Regions from separate parts of the Mus musculus genome. Here all the other regions are linked to region 2. A link is a contact called in public promoter capture Hi-C data. All regions are on one chromosome and are shown on one strand. Each heading gives the region's core, a stretch centred on a gene start, on an enhancer-like site or on the middle of the called end of the contact. The rest is flanking DNA. Distances are from core to core; before and after follow the strand shown. Region 1 overlaps Slc30a9 (solute carrier family 30 (zinc transporter), member 9). Region 2 holds the start of Uchl1os (ubiquitin carboxy-terminal hydrolase L1, opposite strand). Region 3 holds the start of Bend4 (BEN domain containing 4). Region 4 overlaps Rbm47 (RNA binding motif protein 47). Region 5 holds the start of Rbm47 (RNA binding motif protein 47).

What was found. Promoter capture Hi-C pulls out the DNA fragments that hold promoters and counts their contacts.
Region 1: a contact with region 2 is called in a promoter capture Hi-C map of embryonic stem cells, with 2.6 times the contacts expected there. The contact joins the enhancer-like site here to the promoter of Uchl1os in region 2. A contact is called at or near these places in 7 of 39 promoter capture datasets (the 3T3-L1 cell line, embryonic stem cells, hippocampal neurons and 2 more) and 1 of 115 datasets of contacts at active chromatin or transcription factors (embryonic stem cells).
Region 3: a promoter capture Hi-C map of hippocampal neurons shows a contact between it and region 2, with 4 times the contacts expected there. The contact joins the promoter of Bend4 here to the promoter of Uchl1os in region 2. A contact is called at or near these places in 3 of 39 promoter capture datasets (hippocampal neurons, pre-B cells and stem cell-derived epiblast-like cells) and 2 of 484 Hi-C or Micro-C datasets (both in embryonic stem cells).
Region 4: a promoter capture Hi-C map of embryonic stem cells shows a contact between it and region 2, with 2.6 times the contacts expected there. The contact joins the enhancer-like site here to the promoter of Uchl1os in region 2. A contact is called at or near these places in 3 of 39 promoter capture datasets (the 3T3-L1 cell line, embryonic stem cells and trophoblast stem cells), 1 of 484 Hi-C or Micro-C datasets (reprogramming fibroblasts), 1 of 115 datasets of contacts at active chromatin or transcription factors (pancreatic cancer cells) and 1 of 9 other capture datasets (embryonic stem cells).
Region 5: a promoter capture Hi-C map of neural stem cells shows a contact between it and region 2. The contact joins the promoter of Rbm47 here to the promoter of Uchl1os in region 2. A contact is called at or near these places in 2 of 39 promoter capture datasets (the 3T3-L1 cell line and neural stem cells) and 1 of 9 other capture datasets (embryonic stem cells).

What each region holds. Positions count from the first base shown.
Region 1 is chr5:67,339,613-67,342,312 of GRCm38.p6, reverse strand. It overlaps Slc30a9 (solute carrier family 30 (zinc transporter), member 9), which reads right to left. Exons shown (of 18, transcript NM_178651.4): 10 at 2,307-2,362; 11 at 84-219. Among named protein-coding and RNA genes, the nearest start is that of Slc30a9, 34 kb to the right of the region's middle. Within about 2 kb of position 1,357, at least 10 of the 459 cell types and tissues checked have an H3K27ac peak or open chromatin away from gene starts, as enhancers often do. A contact at or near this core is called in embryonic stem cells, where this site is marked.
Region 2 is chr5:66,675,175-66,677,879 of GRCm38.p6, reverse strand. Uchl1os (ubiquitin carboxy-terminal hydrolase L1, opposite strand) reads left to right here and starts at 1,383. Exons shown (of 5, transcript NR_102714.1): 1 at 1,383-1,818. It overlaps Uchl1 (ubiquitin carboxy-terminal hydrolase L1), which reads right to left and starts at 1,759. Exons shown (of 9, transcript NM_011670.2): 1 at 1,558-1,759; 2 at 1,433-1,444; 3 at 808-936. The coding sequence starts at 1,590.
Region 3 is chr5:67,426,499-67,429,198 of GRCm38.p6, reverse strand. Bend4 (BEN domain containing 4) reads left to right here and starts at 1,400. Exons shown (of 5, transcript NM_001164806.1): 1 at 1,400-2,133. The coding sequence starts at 1,620.
Region 4 is chr5:66,076,286-66,078,985 of GRCm38.p6, reverse strand. All of the region lies in intron 3 of Rbm47 (RNA binding motif protein 47), which reads left to right. Among named protein-coding and RNA genes, the nearest start is that of Gm40310, 67 kb to the right of the region's middle. Within about 2 kb of position 1,320, at least 85 of the 459 cell types and tissues checked have an H3K27ac peak or open chromatin away from gene starts, as enhancers often do. A contact at or near this core is called in embryonic stem cells and pancreatic cancer cells, where this site is marked.
Region 5 is chr5:66,150,619-66,153,318 of GRCm38.p6, reverse strand. It overlaps Rbm47 (RNA binding motif protein 47), which reads left to right and starts at 1,365. Exons shown (of 8, transcript NM_001127382.2): 1 at 1,365-1,464; 2 at 1,618-1,780. It overlaps Gm26725 (a long non-coding RNA gene), which reads right to left and starts at 2,315. Exons shown (of 5, transcript XR_001785070.2): 1 at 1,846-2,315; 2 at 301-347.

The sequences.
Region 1 (2,700 bases), core at 108-2,607, 660 kb before region 2:
TATTTCTGTCCTCTAATACAATATGGAAAGGTTTCCACTAAGTCACAGTACTCCAAAGTGAGAGTGGGGGAAAGGAGGATCACCCATAGCAGGGATTCCATTGGTTGAGGATGAAGTAATCCCATGATTCCATGATACCAAGAGAGTCCTGCGCCCATCATGAAAATACCAACACCACTAATCAATGAAGAAATATAGCGCATATTTGAAAAGCCGTACCTGAAAGATAAAAAGATCATATAGTTTACAAAAATGAACACTAACTTTCAAAATGTTTAATAAGTCAATGAAAACAAACAAAATCATTCTTGGACTATTAAATTGGCATAATTTTTTATATTAAATACTATAAGCACAAAGTTCAAATTTCAATAAAAACAGTATACAAAATGGAAAAAATTGCAAGATCTTTGAAAATATTACCCATAATTTTATTGCTTAATTCTCAACAGTTTAACATGAAACTTACTGCTGGCTCTGAAGAGTTTAGCACACAAGTAAACCAATATATTCAGTTTTCTGCATGTTTTCATGGATAATTTTGAAAACATCAATTATTTTTCTAATTATCTTTGGTCAAAATGAACCATTACTTTGTATCATTTTAAGTACCAAAACAGCACTCTCAGGACACTTGAAAATTATGACATACTATGAGAAATAGAAACGTTTTCTGAGAAATGTACTCTTAAACACAAACATGACTGCATTCTCTGGTAGATACACATTCAAACAGCAATTCTAAATTTGGAATTATTACTGAAATTCTCTTCAGGCAAAAATATAATCTAGCTATAGAGAATTCCAGTTTATTGATGCAACAATATTTTACAAATTTGACTTAGAAAAAAAATTGTTTTAAAAGTTTTTTTCCAAAGTAACAGCAACTATATGCCAATTTGAATTATATGTATTTTCAAGGCACTGTGGATTCTGTTTTGTTTTTGTTTTTGTTTTCAGGGTTGTTACTGATGCTATATTAAGTGCCATGTGGCTACCATATCTAAATTTCCTTAAACTACTGTCCAAAATTTAGTCACTGTACTAGGTAGTGCTAAAATGGGCTATTGAAAATACTTAAGAAGCAATCTTTGGAACATAAACCTTTAAATTTTTACCCTCTTATTTAAATTTTTGGTATGGAAAATATTTTTTTCAAGAGATAGTAAAATATAGTAGATGTGCAATTGTTGAGCCCCATTTTGGCCCTGGTTTGGGCCTTGAGAATAAACCCGAGCCTGGCTCTAGTTTTGAGACCTGTCTCAGTCACTTCCGCATCGGGATGATTCAGCAAGACCTGTTTGGCCCTGCCTCTAGCCCACCGTTGCTGAGGTAGAACTTTGCCATTGGCCCTGTCAGTCACGCCATACCCTCTGTCACCCTTCCCCACCTCCTCTGTCATCTAACCCACCAAAAATCCCACTCCCTATGTTCCTTATATAAGTGAGAGGCTGATGCCATAAAGTTGAGTTCCTGCTTCGACAGACTCCAGGCCCTGGTGTGTTTCTTTTGGGCTGTGGACACTCGCCATCCTGCTCAGCCCCAGAGAGACCCGGACCTCTCTCCTCTCACCTGGACCTGCCAGCAAGAAGCCGGCATACAATTTGTTAACATTTGTTCTCTATGCTAGATAACTTATAATTTTTAAATTATTATTATTATTAAAATAGCAGTTATTATTATTATTATTAAAATAGCAGTACCCTGGTTTCAATTAAGAAAAAGTGTTTATAAAGTACTAAAATAGACATCTTCACAGAGATAAAGGCACATCTTTGCCTTAACTTGATCAATCTGTATTAATGAAGCTAGTGAAAATAACAATGGATATGGAGCTAGAGGCTACAAAAATAAATATCTACATCAGGACACTGACATACTCAAAGCAATATCTTCTAAAACAAAAACCTTACTTTATAAATACCTAATTTTGAAATGTTATCAAAAGATTTCTCAATGATAAGAAAAGCATTAAAGAAAGAGTAAGTATGAAATATGCATTTTAAAAGGGTTAACATCAAAATTTTAGATTAGGTGGCCAACTAAGTTTGGGATGAAATATATTCCTTGAAAAAAAAAAAACAGAACTCTAAGATAAGTGTTTTGTTATTACCAAATACAGAGAAGAGCTCTAGGCTGCTCTATAAAGCATAAAAATACTTCAATTCCATTTTCAAATTATGCCTTGAATTTACTTTGACCGTGGCACTTTACATGCTACAAAGGAAATGACCAAATACCGAACAACTTGATGTTATATAAATCTCAAATCTCTGCAATCCCTTGGCTTTATCTCATTGACTTACGGGTGAGAAGGATCTGGTGTTTGAACAGATTTGCTGATGCCCAGTGCTAGCAAGCCCTATGGAGAAGAGCGAACAGTAAGAGCTCATTACTAAGATGGAGAATACAGTGAGTACGCCACTTTGGAAGATGGAGAGAACAGCAACAAAGAAATCATAAATGCACATAAATGGCCAAGACATCCTAGTTTCAGGACTTAGAAAAATAAAGATAAACCCAAGGGGACTCAAAACTACATTGTTTATAAGGATAAAAAACTTGAAAAATAGCTGGGCATGGAGGCACACACTTAAATTCCTAGCACTTGAAGAGGTGTAAGGTAGGAGAATCAAGTCTGAGTGCATCTTGGGCTGCATAAAGAAACCCATCTCAAAAAAAATGAAGCCATACCAAAAC
Region 2 (2,705 bases), core at 134-2,633:
TACCAATGTCATCCCCTCTTAAATCATTAGGAAGCTAAGAGCCCACAGGAGGGAGACGATGCAGTGATTTACTGGGGCTCCACACACGGCGAGACAACGCATAACCCCCAGTTTTGTCTTTCTCTATGGCTCAGCCTGAATCATTTGCATCCCTGCCCAGTGGAAGATGGAAGACTGTTTCAGAAAATGAAGAAGTGTCTCTATGACTGTGTCACAGGAGCCCTACTTCATCCAGCCACAAGGTCAGAGAGGTGGAGACCGCGGCTCTGTGCACCAGTGATTCAGCTTTCTAAAAGGAACGTTCAACAGTGTGCCTGCTGGGAGGGGTGGGGGAGGGGAATGGAGAATCCACCAGAGAGGCAGATGGAGGTGGCAAATGAAGAGACAGCTCTTTTGACTTAAGCAAGCCAGGCCCTCATCAGTTTACAGTCAGGTGAGAGAGCAACAGAACCAAACCAGGGACCTGACCCACTCACGGCCCTTAAAAGGAAAAAAAAAAAAAAACAAACCGGCCATCCGCAAGTGGGAGCAAGGCTCATAAGTAAACAAACAAACAAAATAAACAAGTTGGAGATCTTTCTTTGGATAACTGAAAAAAAGACTTAGACGCAATGGGCTCCTTCTCTTCCAAATTGAGGCAATAATGGACATCACAATAGAGCCCCGATGAAAATGCAAGCACCTCCCACCCTAAGAAGTGGGATCCTTATCAGGGACCCTACAGGAAAAGGGGACAGCGTGAGGTAGGAACTCATTCCACAACACTGCGTATCCACTGAGACCCGCCCATCACAGACCTCTCCCTACCTGGGCCGTGAGGGGAAACAGGAGCAGCAGGGCGCAGGCAGGGGATGGCACTGAGCCCAGAGTCTCCTCCTCCAGCCCTAGCACGTCGGCGAAGCGCCACTGGCCGGCGACCCCCAGCTTGGCCAACACCTGCAAGAAAAAGACAGGGCAGCCAGACCGAAAAAGCCAGACAAATAATGGGCACCTGCTAGGGGGCGGGGCCAGCACGAGCATCCCTCGTGCGGCCCTCCCACTCCCCAACCCCCCACCAAACACACACACACGGGTCCCCACCCGAGTCTGGGAGGAGCCTCCGCGCCGTCCCACCCTGCGTGCCGCGCAGTGACACAGCACAAAGCTCAGCCCACACGTGGCTCGCGCGAAGCCCTCGGACTAGAGTCCGCGGGCCGTCGCCACGCCCTCGAGAGCTGCTCCCCGCGCTCGTTGCTGTCCGGGTCCATCCTCCGCCACCTCCCCGTGATCGATCTCTCAGTCACTCCCAAACCCCTAGATAACTCAGGGCAGAGACGACACCCAGCTGGGCGCCCCAGCCCAGCCACCTCCATTGCACAGGGCGCGGCCGGCTGGGCGTCTCCAACGATGCTCTTGGAGGATAGGGACAGAGACTGCGCGCCGCGCCACTCACTTTGTTCAGCATCTGAAAGCCAAAAGCAAAGAGGAAAATGATAATAAAACTAAATGATTCAGCTACCGAGCTGTAGCTAAGGGTCAGCCTTATTTCTCCCGAAGCGACCCAGCAGCTATGCTTACCTCGGGGTTAATCTCCATCGGCTTCAGCTGCATCTTCGCGGATGGCACCTGCAGACACAAACCCGAGGAGCCGAAAAAACAGCCGGTGGAGCCGCCCAGGCTGCTGTTATAAAGCGCCGGCCTCGCTCACTGGGAAAGCCTGAGCAGGGGAGACGGGAGCAGAAACAAGCAGAGGAGGAAGGCCAAGAGGGCTCGAACTCCCCCATGCACCGCACAGAATGGTACAAGCCAAGCCCCCAAACCTTGCAGTCTCACTCGCCGGTGAGCTAATCTGGTGGTTGTGGAGATGGGTTTTGTTGGTGGGTGTTCCTTGAGCGCATGAAGCAGCCTATTTGAGGGAGCTTTCAATTTGGAGCGAAATTTCTGGAAACCCTCCTCTGTCGTCTCAATCACTCCAAAGCTCGAGGGTCTCTGAAACATTGAGAGAGAGAGAAAAAAAAGCACAAAATCAACAGGTATATGTAGTGTTTAATATGAATATAAATATTTGTCGGTCTTCCTCCCTCCCCCCCCCCGCCCATCTCGGAACAGTTTGTACTTAACCTTAGACAATCTGTCCTCCATGTTAAATTCAACCTGTGTCCAGGCTCGGTTTTTAATGGACTGCCTAGAATAAAACATCTGATACGGAGTGCATTAGTGAAGCTGATGTAATGTGACTCCAGGGGAAGAACCGGTGGGTCGCTGGGAAGCAGTACATGCGAGACACATAGAATACGGGCGCCGGAGGACTTTAGAAACAGACCAAAGAAAAGATAGATGATTTGAGACTAGAGGCTTAAAGGAAAAAGCATTTAAAAAAAAAATAGGGGAAACCTTTTTTCAAAGAACAGGGGTTTGGGATAATAAGATTTTGGTCCACAATACTTTGGGCGCAGAAGAAAGGGAATAGCAACGGAGGAGAGCCCGCGGTTCTCCAGGGATGGGGGCGGGGGTGTTCTTTCTAACAGGCACATTTCAAAGGATGGAAGGCAAACGCTTGTGCTGAAGGCGGAGTAGAAGGAGGGGCCAGATCTGTATCAATTGTCAGGGATGCTAAATCACAGAATGAGGTAGCTAAGGATGCAGGCAGGTTGGGTATTTTAAAAAATATGCTCAGAACAAATGGTGAAAAACAGACATGCTTTTTGCTAGCCCGAGGTAAGCAA
Region 3 (2,700 bases), core at 151-2,650, 750 kb before region 2:
ACTTTTATTTATGGCATTATTTATTTCATCTCTAATAAATGGGGGAGGGGCACAGCACTATCAGAGGAGCTTGCTGAGGAGAGGAAGACAGTCCAGAGTGGGTGAGCAGAGACTCTGGAAACAGCAAGGGAGAGGAACTCTTCCAATGGGAGAGATCTGGAAAATGAGAGGCCAAAGTCCTGGCCCCCAGGAGAAAATGGGTCACTTTCCCAAGACTGAAGGATAGCTCTGAATAAAAAAGCAACTCCAGATTGGAGAGATGAGCTTCATTCATCAAGGACCTGGATAATGATGAACGAGGTTGAAACCCAAGCTTGGGAAGAGGGGATGCAGGGATTGGGGTAGGCCTAACTAGAGGATGCTCCCTTTGAGACAGGAAGGAGTGACTGGCAGAGGCCGGAACCCTTCCTTGTGTTTGAAGAACCTTACGGGGCAGCTTCGGCAAATTACTGAGATCTTCATCACTGAATCCTTAGCCCGGTGGTGCCGGGTAGTATGAGCAACGCAAGGAAAGGGTGATCCCAGGCCACTTTGGTCTTGCAACGTATATGCATAGATAATATAATAATGTTCAAAGCAGTCACCATCCCAAAGGGAACCGTGGGATCATTTTGTTCCCTTGAATTGCACTGTCTACCAGCTATTTTACATTCTGAAGACCTATATGTAACCGTGCAATTCACTCACAAACTCCTCTGCGTGAATTTGCATATTTCCCTTTAGTCTTTCAGAGCCTCAGTTTTCAAATCTGGTCTTTCAGAGCCTCAGTTTTCAAATCTGTAGAATGGAAAGAAATGATGGCGCCTCTGTGCTCTCTCGCCCAGCTCCCTATGGAGAACAAGCGAAACAGTATGGAAGCACTAGGCCCTGAGTGCTTTCTGGTTCGGCCGCCAGACCTGGGACAGCAAGACCCTAAGGCAGGACAAACCTCCCAGCGGCCTGTGCCAAGTCCTTCGAGATGTTCTTTTTCGGGAGGGGGGCGGGGGGAGGGAGGTGTAGCTTCCTTCTAGAAGAACTTGCTGTCCCACCCTTGCACTCTGGCGACCCCGCCCTAACTTCTAGGTACCACCCCCTTCGTGCACTCCGAGAGTTGGGAGGTCACGCAGGAGGGCGCCGGGAACTCCTTTCCAAAGCTCGGACCCTGCGGACAACCGCTGCCGCCTCACGTCCACAGCCGAGAGAGCCGGGACGCCACCTCTTCCACCTGTCCCCACCGGGACGCCCTCCAGGTTCCGTTCCCCCACCGGGTCCCCTCGGGCCACGGGCTCCCCCTCCCCACCTCCCCCCACGACCCTGTCCGAAGCGCCGATCGCGCGGGCCGCCCGGGCCCAGGCCCCGCCCCGCCCCCATCATCATTAGCAGATATTACCCTAAACACTTGCTCCTTACCTCCTTTCTCCCTCCAGGCATTGGCGAGGCGGGCTGTCAATCAGCGCTGGGCGGCAGCCCCCCGCGCGGGGGCTCGGAGATGCCAGGCTCGGCGACAGGCAGCGGCGGCGGCGGCGGCCACGGCGCAGACACACGCCTTCCCGCCGGCGCGCGCCGGGGTAGAGCAGGCGGCCGGGCGGCCGAGCCACCTCCGGAGCCGCGCGCGGGGCGGGCAGGGCCTCAGACTCGGCATGGAGCCCGAGATGCAGGCGGCGGAGGAGGGGCCCAGCGCGCCCCGCATCTACAAGCAGCGCGGCCCCTACAGCGTCCTCAAGACGTTCCCCAGCCGGCGGCCGGCGCTGGCCAAGCGCTACGACAGACCCTCTCTGCTCGAGCTGTCGCCCGCGCGGCCGTCCCCGCTGCCGCCGCCGCCGCCGCCGCCGCCCTTCGCCTCGCTCGCCGCCGTGCCCATCAGCAGCAGCGAGCCGCCGCCGTTCCCGACGCAGCCGTCCTACCCGGCCGGGTCAGGCCGGGCCCCCGCCGCCGCCGCCGCCTCGTCGTCGTCGCCGTCCTGCACACCCGCCGCGCCCCCGGGCCATCCCAGGACTCCGGCGCCACCGCCGCCGCCGCCTCCGCCGCTCGCGGCCCCCGCCGCCTCGTCGTCGTCGTCCTTCGCCGCCGTCGTCAGGTACGGCCCTGGCCCGGCGACCGGCGCTTGCAGCAGCGGCGCGGGTAGCGACGGCGCCAGCCTGGAGCTCAGTGCAGGTACAGACTCCCGGGCCGCAACTTTGCGGAGCTCCGAAGGTGGCGTGGAGGGGGGGAGGGCGTGGGAATCGGGGGGTCCGGAGAGGCTGTGCGCGCTGTCCCCGTGGTCCCCGTGGGCCTCGGGAGCGTGCTACGCTCGGGCAGTAGTAACTTCTGGAAGATTCCGGGGCGCCGCGGTGACCCGAGCTTCCGACGGCGCGCGCGCCTTAACAGGTGGCTGTGGGGTGCGGGCTCCTGGCGAGCACCCGGGAGGGCAGCGGGAGAGCCTGTGAAGAGAGCAGGCCCTGGGCGGGGAGCTGGGGAGGGGACAGGCCCCGGGACAGCGGGCTGAGGCCACTCCGAGGAGACGCCCATTTTATTCCCGGCCACTTCACTTTTTCCCCCACGCCACACTTCCCTTTCCCGCCTGCCCGCCCGCCCGAGGTCTACTTGTCCTTCTCGGAGGTTCTTTGCCTGGGGGAGTGGGGGGAGCTGACCTTTGAAGATCCCGGCCCCAGTAGGGCAGACCTGGACCACTTGGGCTCCTCCTGGGGTCTCTGGGTTTCTTGTTCTCTGTGCGCTCCGGTG
Region 4 (2,700 bases), core at 71-2,570, 600 kb after region 2:
TTCTTTTATAAGTGTTATCTCGCTGTATATATCTATGGCTCGCTTGGAGTTTACTGTATAGATTAGACTGGCCCCGAACTCACGGAGACCCACCTGCCTCTGCCTCTGAAATGATGGGATTAAAGGTGTGTGATACCACACCCATCAGTTTGTTTGTTTTGAACGAGCTCCAGTTGGCCTAGAAATGGCTGGGCAGCCTAGGCTCACTTCCAACTCCATTGACCCTCCCTCCTAAGCTTCCCAAGTACTGGGATTGTAGGAATGAGTAACCAACCACCTTTTGATTGTATTTAGTCCCACCCCATGAGATGGAACCCACACCACACACTGGAAAAGTAGTTAAGAACCTGAGACTAGATAGGTCAAGGTCACTAGGGGGAAGCCTACAGTTATTCTGCTAAGGGAACATAGCACCCAGTGGTGTGTTGCTATATCTGTAGATCAGAACATCATTAAACCCTCACCACTTAATATTGTCTGTTATCGTTCACTAACATTTCTGGGTTGTCAGACCTATCCATCCCTCCACTTATCCATCCATCTATCTATCCATCTGTCCATCCACCCATCCTTTAACTGTTTATTAAAAGCTCATTCTGGGATGTGTTCTCATCTCTCAGTTCTTTTTATGGCATTGTTTTGAGGGAGGGTCTCACTGTGTGCACAGGCTGGCTTTGAACCTGTGGCAGTCTTCCTCAGTCCCCAATTCAGGGACTCCAGGTGTTTGCCCTTTGCCTGGTTCCATTTTTCAGTTCTTCAACATTACTTCTTGTGCTTCCTCCTCCCAGTCCTGCGTTAACAATTATCTGTCATCATAGTCCAGCTTTGGCTGGCATGGATCTTAATAAATACGGAGTCTTGCAGTCTATACACTTCTGGTGTTACTCTCTTGGCGCTTATATCTGTGATATTTGCCCAGGCTCTAATTTATTAGCTCCTTTGCTGCCTAGTTTTGCTTTGTAGGAATAGACCACATTTTAAAAAAAAAAATTATTTCAGGAGTTAAAACTATGAGCGTGAGCTTAAAAAAAGTCATGCCTCCGTGTGTCAGCTCTTCACAAAGTTGGGTGACCTCACAAAGGGTGGGATAGAAATGTTATCACCTGAGAGGGCAGAGGGAGGACCACTTTGAGGGAGTGTGTTTGCTAAGCACTCTGCGTGAGCCATTTATTTAACGGAAGCAGTTGTCTCAGGAGCAACTGCAGCTGTCTTGTATGAGGAGCCCGGCCCGAGAAGCTTTGCCAGGTTACAGTGGAGCCTGACTCAAGGTGAAAAGCATTTACCACACTAGGGAGCAATCTTGTTCTAGAGAAGGCTGTTGGGGCTCTGCCACCGCGATTTCCTAAGAGTCTCTCCCTCACTCGTTTCAGTGCTAACAGTTGAATCAGGGCTTCCTTCGTGCTTGGCAAGGGACGGCTTCTGAGCTGTACACCCCAGCCCCAGTCAGCCTTACAGAGTACCGGGAAGAGGCGATCCTCTGTTAGAAAGCCAGCCATTGGCTTGAGCTTTCTCTCTTTTGTAATTCATCTGTTTTGAAGATAAGACTTTCTGGGCTCTAACTTGTTTGTTTTACTTATGATTTTTTTCTTTGAGATTTTTTTTTTTTACTGTATTCATTTATTTCGGGGGGGGGGGGGGGGCAGACACATGCCCCAGCACCTGTGTGTGTAAAGCTCAGAGGGCAATTTGAATAGGTTCACTTCTTCCTCCACAGGGGTCCAAGGACTTGATCTCAGGGTTGACTGAGTCATGTCACCAGCCCTTGCTCGAAACTGATTCTTCCTCACTAACTACAGAGATTCTCAGCCCCGTATTCAGCAGCCTTCAAGTTTTTTCCTAAGTTCAAGCTTTGCTATGCTTGGATAAAGAATAACTGTCATCGTAAGAGAGCTAAGTGAATTAAGGCTGAGTTACTGATTTCCTGGGAGTCAAAGGTCCCTGTTTTAAATAGAACCAGAGGAAGTCCTTACAACGGGGCTCAGGCTCAAGGGGACACCTTGGGAAGAGGAGTTCAGGGAAAGGAACGTTCTGGGGAAAAAAGCTGCACGTCTTGTCCAGAAGGTCCCTTCTCGGAATAATAAAAGACAGCGTGTGTCTTCACAGTACTTCCTCCTAGCTGTGAATGAGAGGGACTCTGTTCTAAACTTGGCCTTGGTGTGTGACGGAGCTGTGTGTGTGAGATCTTGTCAGTGAGGCCCGATGGCTGCATGGTCCACTCTCTCCCCAGGGGCATCCGTGAAACTACCCTGAGAGTGTCTCAACTGAATATCTCACATCGCTTCTAGAAAGAGCAAGGGTTCCTGCTTTCTGTGCAGTCAGAGTTCGTTTTCCTCACTACTGGTAGAGAGCCTTTCATAGGACACTACTTTAAAAAAAAAAATCACCAGCTGGCCTTGAATATCTTTAACTTTATGGACAACCACAGCGGCAACATCTTGTAATTGTACAGTTAAAAAGAAAAGAAAAAAGAAAAGAACCCACCCCCACCCCCCCACTTTCTTGGCCTGGAGAGATTGGTCAGTGGTTCTTTTCCCGAGTTTAGTTGGTACCCTTTCATGGGTGCTCACCACAACCTGTAGTGCCAGCTCCAGGGCATCCTCTTCTGGCCTCCGTAGGCACCTTGACACTGGTGCAACCCCCACACCCCCAACACACCTGTAAACACAATTTATAATTCAACACATCTTTTAAAAAACTCCT
Region 5 (2,700 bases), core at 116-2,615, 520 kb after region 2:
CTTGGTGGCTAACTAACTGTATCAACCCCTAGAACAGTTCGGAACTGGGAGTTTTCTACAGTCTGCGATTCTCAGTACATGTGTGCACCTATCGACAAAGTCTTGATTCTGAATTCAGAACATGGTTAAACTGGCCTGGCTTGACTTTTGCTGCCTAAAAGATAAAAGATCGAAGATCAAAAGGATGGAGAACTTCAGAATTCCTGGCTGGCTTCAGGAATTACTTTTACTAATGGTGGTAAGATCTGACTTTTCGATTAGACTGGAAAGGTCGGCACTCGGGAAAGTTGGCCTGCTTACCTAACCTCTGTACGGACAGTGTCTTCACCTCCAGACCTGAGGCAGACCTGAGGATCAGATTAAGGAAATGGGTGAAAGGGTTCCTGAGTAAGAAAGACCTCAATATAAAGAGATTAGGATTTCTTCATTTATATGTCAAGTTAAAAGGAACATAAATACCCCCTCTACCCTCCACTATTACTATGGATGATATCTATGAGTTTTCAAAGCCTCCACCACACCCCACACGCCCCACATTCACAGATCTTCAAACTGCATGGTTCACTGTTATCTAGCACTGACTTTTTGTTTTTGTTTTGTTTTGTTTTGTTTTTGTTTTTGTTTTTTTTTTTTTTTTGAGACAGGGTTTCTCTGTGTAGCCCTGGCTGTCCCGGAACTCACTCTGTAGACCAGGCTGGCCTCGAAATCAGAAATCTGCCTGCCTCTGCCTCCCAAGTGCTGGGATTGGGATTAAAGGCGTGCTCACCACCGCCCCGCTAGCACTGACTTTTAACCTATGGAGTAACTTGCAGGGTGGCAGGTCAGGTCTAGTGCCTAAATCTGAGTCAGAATTACGCGCGTGACACAGACGTTGGATTTGCACTTCATGGAAGGCAGGGCCAACTTCTCTCCACTTCCCTTGAAACTTGTACACGAGTCGAAAATCAGTTGCACACCCCTTCACAAAGACTTCGTCTTTCCTTCTCCTTGAAACTGTCCACAGTGAAAGCAAAACTCCCATCCTTAGAATCTTCCAGAAACTCAGAGCTGGAGGGTAATTAACTTGCTCACAGATAGTGAGGGCAGAGTTGGGTCTGGAGCCTCCTTCTAACATCCATTGCACGTTTTTCTACGGGGGGGGGGCGGATTATACATAATAATAGTATCACTAACAACAGTGGCTAACGCTATATGCCGATATTCTATCAGCTTCCATTTAACTAGATGGGGGGGGTAGTTTTGGGTCCTTCTTTTAATTAAAGTAGCCTACTGTGAAACAGTATTTTTTTTTTCAGTTGCATGACATTGCAACCCGAAATCACAACTTTAGGTTCCTTGTGGTGCCCGCTTCCTCTTCTAGTTTGTTTAGTCACAGAATTCGATTCCTGTTGGCTGTTTCCGCGCTGCAAACAGGCTTAGCGCTCCATTGAAATGCGGGAGGCTCCTTAATTCTTGTATAAACAGGTAACCCGAGGGGTGGGGCGGGGGCCGCGGCCCTAGGGTGGGTTTCCTGGGAGTGGGGATGGGGGTCAGACTTAGTTCCCCTGTGATCAGAGGCAAGGTTAAAGGAGGGCTTGGCTGAGGTTTCTCCTTGCACTGTTTTTGTTCCCTTTCTAGAAACCAGCTGTAACACTAGGTCAGAGCGCATTCAGAATGAGCCACTTTGAACGAGCAGCGGCGCCCAGGCCCCAGGCCCTGCTGTGAAGGCTCCGGCAAAGGTCAGAGCTCCGGCCCCCCGTGACGTGCCTGCCTGTGCTCTCCGAGCTATGCTCAGCCTCAGGTAAGAACAGCCCAGGAGGTCCTGGCTTCCTGCAGGCCCGCGGCGGGGCTCGTCTGCCGCCCTACCTGCTCCAGCGCCTTCCTGCCCCGCAAGGCCGGGGGCGGTGGCACTGCTCACCCCGGGAGTCAGGCGCAGGGTCCTTAGTCCTTGGTGCAGGCTCAGGGTGGCTTACTCTAAACAGCCATAGGCGGCCGGAAGCCACTCTTCTAGATGTCCCCAGGTGGGGCAGGTGCCACTTCTGGGGTCCCTTCTGAATGTCTGAAATGGATGTGACTTTTTGAGCGGCCAAAGTTCGTAAATCCTCCGCATCGGGGCCAGTCCGATATGATTTTTTTTTTTTTTTAAACCTTCAGCTAAGGTATCCGCGCTTCTAAAACAACAGGAATGTTGCACTGGCCTTCGGCCAGCGGAGGCTCAGCGAGCAGGATAAAATTTCAGTGCAGATTTACGGGAAGTTGCCGGTGTTGGGAGTAAAAATCTGGTTTGGTGAGTTTAAGGGAAGGGAGTATACGAGACAACCTTGCTACTGTGAGGCGAATGGCCTCGTCTGGGGGAGGGCAGGAGGCGGAGGGAGGGAACCGGGAAGAGCAGGGATTGCAGAGGCACCGATTGCAGCCGGACTCCGCCGCGCTCCGCGGGATCCGACCCTGTGCCGCTCCGCCCGGGCCACAGCCGCACCGCAGCCGGCTCGTACGACCCAGCCCAGCCGGCCGCCGAGCGCCCGGACCCGGAGAAGCCAGGCTCTGGGCCGGGAAGACGTTTCTTACCGCAGGTCACTCAGGCTAAGAAATTGTGACAAACTGGAATTCCCAGAACCCGGGAAGAGTTAAAGCCTAGAGCGATCTGATCTGTTGCTTTAAGCCGCACGGTGGGAAGTAGTTTGGAGACTCTTTAATTTAGTTTTCTATTTAAAAGTGTGC